Linked DNA regions of Rattus norvegicus: region 2 is linked to region 1. Evidence: chromatin contacts called from public Hi-C data. All regions are on one chromosome and are shown on one strand. Each heading gives the region's core, a stretch centred on a gene start, on an enhancer-like site or on the middle of the called end of the contact. The rest is flanking DNA. Distances are from core to core; before and after follow the strand shown.

Region 1 (2,700 bases), core at 143-2,642:
GGCCTTAAGGAAAGAAACGGGTGGGTGGGGACGTCTCAGACACTGATTGCATTTTTCCCAGAAAGTTTGCATTGCTCACAGACTGTCTAAATCTAATGATTCTCAACCATGTTGGACACTCGGTTAGACTTCTTACTCCTCCTTCAAATGCCCACTCTGGCCTTTCCATACCCGCAGCTTCCTCTTTCCCTTGCTCCCAGGCTGGTGTGTGATGTGGTGGAGATCTGTCCTCAGGATGAAGCGATGAAGCCAGCCCGCACTTCGAGAATGGTAGCGATCACAAGCGAGCAAGTGCCTTCCTTACCGACTTTGCCGGTTTTCAGAATGGGAGCTTTTGCCTGTTCAAGTCATTGAGAGCTGACCCAGCAGCCACACTGGTATCTGACCAGCACTCACGGAATGAGGCAAAGCAGTAGTAACTCGCGTTCCCTAGATTATGTGCTTACATTTATTGTCAGCAGTGCACGAAGGGGTTTAGCCAGATGCCTGCTTTACCACTAAGAGTCTTTAGACTCTAAGACCAACTAAGAACCTGGAGGTCGTGGTGCACGTCTTCATCCCCAGCCCTCAGGAGGCAGAGACAGGCAGACCTCTGTGAGTTCAAGGCCAGCCTGGTCTACAGAGTGAGTTCCAGGACACCCAGCGCTACACAGAGAAACCTTGTTCAAAAAACAGAAACAGACCAAAAAAAAAAAAAAAAAAAATAGGCAAGAAGAGTTTTGAGTGGTGTCAACATCATCTGATCGATGATGAAGAAATTTGTGACAGGACTAAACAAATGGCCAATTTTTTGGTGTGTGCATGTGTTCTCGTGGGAGAATGCACATGTTTGTTCAAGTGTGCATGCTTACGAGCCTGTCTGTGGAGGCCAAAAGTCAATCTCAGGTGACACTCTTGAGAAGCCATTCACTCACTGTTTTGAAGCAGAGTCTGTCACTGTGACATGGGACTTGGCAATTAGGTGAGACAGGCAGGCAGCCAGCTCCAGGGAGCCTCCTCTTCCCCTCACCCCACACTACAGCAAAACTGGCTTGTGACATTGGTCCTAGGGGTCAGACTCCTGCCTCTGTCACTTTGCCAATTAAGCTATCTCCCAGTCCCTAAAATTGTATTTTTAAATCTTTAACAAATTTCAAAATTGAAAAGAGAAAGATCTACCATTTTTCATCACACACACACACACACACACACACACACACACACACACACCACTTAAATGTTTAATGTTAATAACTCAGGGAAACAGAATGCTCATATATACTGCTGCGCATGAAAGCGAAATCAGGACTATCTTTCTAGAAGGCAGTTAAATTTCCCTTTGACCAAAGCATTCCACCTCTGGCCCTCAGGACAAGGAAATGAGTCATGGATGTTAAGACACAGTATAAAAGGGAACAGATGAGAATGAAGCACCGTGACACATGTGTGAGACTGGCGTGATGAAACCATTCATGACTCTGTACGATAGCCTAAAACTTAAAATAAAAAGTTTAACCGCCAGGATCTCCTTAATGTTTAACAATAGAGAGCTGGTGGAGCAAGCCATGAATCATCCTTTGAACACTAGACAACTTAACTGAACACTTAACAACACAGAAATGCACATTAAGTTTTGTTACATGAAAAAAAAAGATTATAAATCAGTGTGTGAACCAATAAAGGCTCCTAAGAATGAGGCCAGAGTGGCGGGGTTTGAGCTTCAGAGCCACCGCTGACAATTGTGCAGCCTTGGTTGGGTAACCTAGTCTTCCCAAAGCTCAGTTTCATCATCCATAAAATGGGGCTAACACCAGTCTCTGTCTCATAGGGTTGTTGTAAAAAATGACAAGCTAATACACAGGAAGCATGCGGACAAGCGCAAGCCACACAGAAAGCGTCTTTGTAAGAGTTCACTATTGTTGACAGCTTCGCTTCTGTTGCCAATAAATTAAGTTGACTTTTAAGCTAATTCAAGAAAGCAGAGGTGGGAAGAAGATTATCCAGGCAAGAGTCACACCCAAGCATTCCACAGGGCTGCTCCCATGAAGTCACCAGCCCAGCTGCCAAAGACTGACTCCCCCCTCACCCCCTTGGCTCATGGTGTGACGTCCTTAGATGCAGGGCACTGCAGACTGCTTCGGAACAGCTGCCTTTCTCTCAACTGGAAACCGGATGCAGCTGCCATGGCTGCCGCCCTGGCCTCAGTGGGCTCTGCGTCATCCCTCATCCCTGCTGTTCTGAGTCAACAGCTCAGGAATCAAAAGTCCAGAGAGGATGCATCTGGTCAGCTGCCCCAAGTCCTCAGCCCCCTTCGTAAGAGCGGTCATGTAAAAATAGCATCGCATAGTGAAAAAGGTACAGAAGTCCAGAGAACTCTGGGAGCAAATTTGCAAGCTGGACAACAGTAGCAAAAGAGATATAAACAATCCCTTTATGGTTTAAAAGTATAATTGTAACTTGAACGGACATTTAAACTCAGAGAAAGAAAAACAAAATCATCACAATATTAATGGTCAGTCTGAATTAATCATTATGACTGATTTGACTTTTTATTTTTTATTATTATTACTATATGTATGTGTGCACATGTATGTGTGCACATGTATGTGTGATGTGTGCTTGTGTGGGCTCACATATGCTACATCATGTCTGGGAACTGAACCCATGTCCTTGGCCATGTTTACACACCGACCCATTTTAGCAGTACTGATTGAAATATTT
Region 2 (2,700 bases), core at 24-2,523, 140 kb after region 1:
TCCTCCAGCATTAGCTGGGTGGGGGGTGTTTGTCTTGTTTTAATGCAGAAGTTTCCCTTTACAGTATACATCAAGGTAGTAAGAGCTGTGGAGATGGCTTAGTGTGTAAGAGCAATTGCTACTCAAGCATGAGGACCTAGGTGTGCCCCTGCACCCAGAATCAGTGAGAGACTCTGCCTCAAAGGAATGGGAAATTTTTAAGTAAAGCAAAACAGAATTTCAAGCATAATAATACACCATTGTTTTCTTTTTCTTTGATATTGAAAATCAAGATACAAATCAAGCTTGGTAGTGTGTGCCTATAATGCTAGCACTTAAGGAGGTGAAGGAGGAAAGGTCAGGAATTTGAGCCCACCCTTGACTACATAGTGAGTTTGAAACTAGCCTGGACTAAGTGAGATTCTGTTTCAAAAACAAATAGGTAACAAGGAGGGGGGTTTTTTATATCTCAATTTCTTGGGGTCATTCCTATAGCAGATTGTCTTCTATTTACTGCACATAAGATGAGCTTTCTGTAATAACTGTAAAATGTCCTTGCAGGGCTTGATAACCTCTGGAAATGACAAACACGGTGAGTTATTATTTCTTCCTTTTTACCAGAGGTGTTTCAGGTTAGTTTATCTAAAACAGCACATATCTTGCTTCGTGCTCTTCGGTTATTCCTCTATGTTATGTAAAGATCTCTGCAATAACTGCTTGAGGAAACACAGTTCTGTGGCATAATTCTTCTAAGCTGACCCACCCATAAATACTATTGATCTGAATCGGAAAGTCACGGGAACATTTATTATCAGAAGTTATGGGTTTATGTGTTGCTTTTTGGATATTTGTTGTGTTTTTATTGTTTATTAAAATATCTAGAAGCTATGGTATAGCTCTAATTGAGCACATAGTTAACAGGTCTAAAGTCTAGGTTTACTTTTTAGCACCAAAGTTAACAACAGGTACTTAGAAGTTCATTCCCGTTTGAGTATATGCTCCATATTGACCAACAAATGGAAATGTCTCCATAACTGCTGGGGGTGCTCATGTTTATTGGAAAATAAGTCAATAGTTAATACTACGAGTTAGAAGTTTTATATTTGACTTAGGATAGCTCAGTGAGGGCCTAGCGTGCATAAAGTCCTAATTTCCCAGCCCTTCAGAAACCAGGCATGATGGTGCACACTTGCAGTCCCAGAATTTGGAAGGGGCAGCAGGAGGGGAGGAGTGACTGAAGGATCTCACCATCATGAGTAAAGTAGATGAAGTTATCATCGGCACTGCTGCCACTGTGACACTGCTAGTCCCCAGGACTTTGCCTCCTTGGCAATGTCTACAGTTGGGCTCTTGGTGCTCCCTGCTCTTCCTGTGTTCCATTTGGCACCGTCTCCTGTGCCCTCTGCCTTACTAAACCTTGACCTCTAAGGCTGAGTCTTATTCCTGGATGACCTTCACCTAAGCTTGAGACTTTAAATCTGCCCCGTCTTCCTCCTTAGAAGGTGGCCCTGAGGAACTCCTCACCACCACTAAGATGATTTATGCATGTCTCTTACTAGGCCAGCAGCTAGAAAACTCTGTCCCCAGGGCCTGCCCTGGTCTTGGCAGGACTTTGTGTACCTTTGAGCTGAACCTGTTTGTTTGTTTTAGGAAATTGTTTTAGGTCAATGAGATGGCTCCCAGGGTGAGGGTGCTAGCTGCCAAGCCTGGCAGCCTGCGTTGAACTGCTAGGATCCACATGGTGGCCTCCACACATGCTGTGGCACCTGCATTCCCATAAGAAATAAATGTACATGGTTTCAAAGGAAACCAAGTAGGGCCTGATGCTGATGCTTGAAATTCTAGCACTTAGAAGCAGGCAGGGGGTTGGGCGTTAGAAGCCAGCCTGGGCTACATAGCAAGACTCTGGATTAGCAGAGTGGAAAGAGAACAAGAGTGGGTCGGGGGTGGGGTGGGCAAAGAATAACAAGGCAGAATCATGAGCACAGGGAACACCTGTAGACTTATCCTGGGTTTCCAGAAAGGTTTCTCAACAGAAACAACGAAGGAGGCTGGGTGTGGGTGTGCTGCTTGTCTGCAACCTGAAACCCCTGGAGGCACAAGGCACACGGATCTCTGAGTCTGAGGCCGCCAGCCTGGTTTACTTACCAAGTTCCCTCTTGAAGGAAGGAAGGAGGGAGAAAAGAGGGAAGGAAGAAATTGTATAAGAATTAATCTTAATTTTTTTTAAAGTAATCTTTTCATTGATCTTTAAATTAGTAAATTAACTACAATTTAAACAAGAAGACTTAAAAAGAATTCATATTGGCATGGGGAGTAGTAAATTGTCCAGTAATTAGAAACCTGTTTGACTATAACTACTTTAGAAAATACAGCATGCCATGTTCGGGATTGATGAAATGAGGTAAGTACACAGAACCTCCCCAACACACATGTGTAGACTGCCTGATTGGAGCTCGGCTGTGGTTCATGCTTCTGACTTCAACACAGGAGAGCTGAAGATATGTAACAAGACTGTCTCAAAACACCACCACCAGAACACACACACACACACACACACACACACACACACACACACACACACACACACACACACAGTTGCTATGGAGTCTTAGAAACACCACCACCAGAACACACACACACACACACACACACACACACACACACACACACACACACAGACCAGTTGCTCATTACCCCTCTCCTTGTATGGAGTCTTAG

Evidence for each region. Hi-C and Micro-C count contacts between places; a contact is called where the count stands out from the background.
Region 2: a contact with region 1 is called in a Hi-C map of liver, with 2.9 times the contacts expected there. The contact joins two enhancer-like sites. A contact is called at or near these places in 2 of 12 Hi-C or Micro-C datasets (both in liver).

Annotation. Positions count from the first base shown.
Region 1 is chr4:14,837,564-14,840,263 of GRCr8, forward strand. No RefSeq gene overlaps it. Among named protein-coding and RNA genes, the nearest start is that of Gsap, 39 kb to the left of the region's middle. Within about 2 kb of position 1,393, at least 24 of the 93 cell types and tissues checked have an H3K27ac peak or open chromatin away from gene starts, as enhancers often do. A contact at or near this core is called in liver, where this site is marked.
Region 2 is chr4:14,975,933-14,978,632 of GRCr8, forward strand. Ptpn12 (protein tyrosine phosphatase, non-receptor type 12) reads left to right here. Exons shown (of 18, transcript NM_057115.2): 16 at 541-571. Among named protein-coding and RNA genes, the nearest start is that of Rsbn1l, 54 kb to the right of the region's middle. Within about 2 kb of position 1,274, at least 9 of the 93 cell types and tissues checked have an H3K27ac peak or open chromatin away from gene starts, as enhancers often do. A contact at or near this core is called in liver, where this site is marked.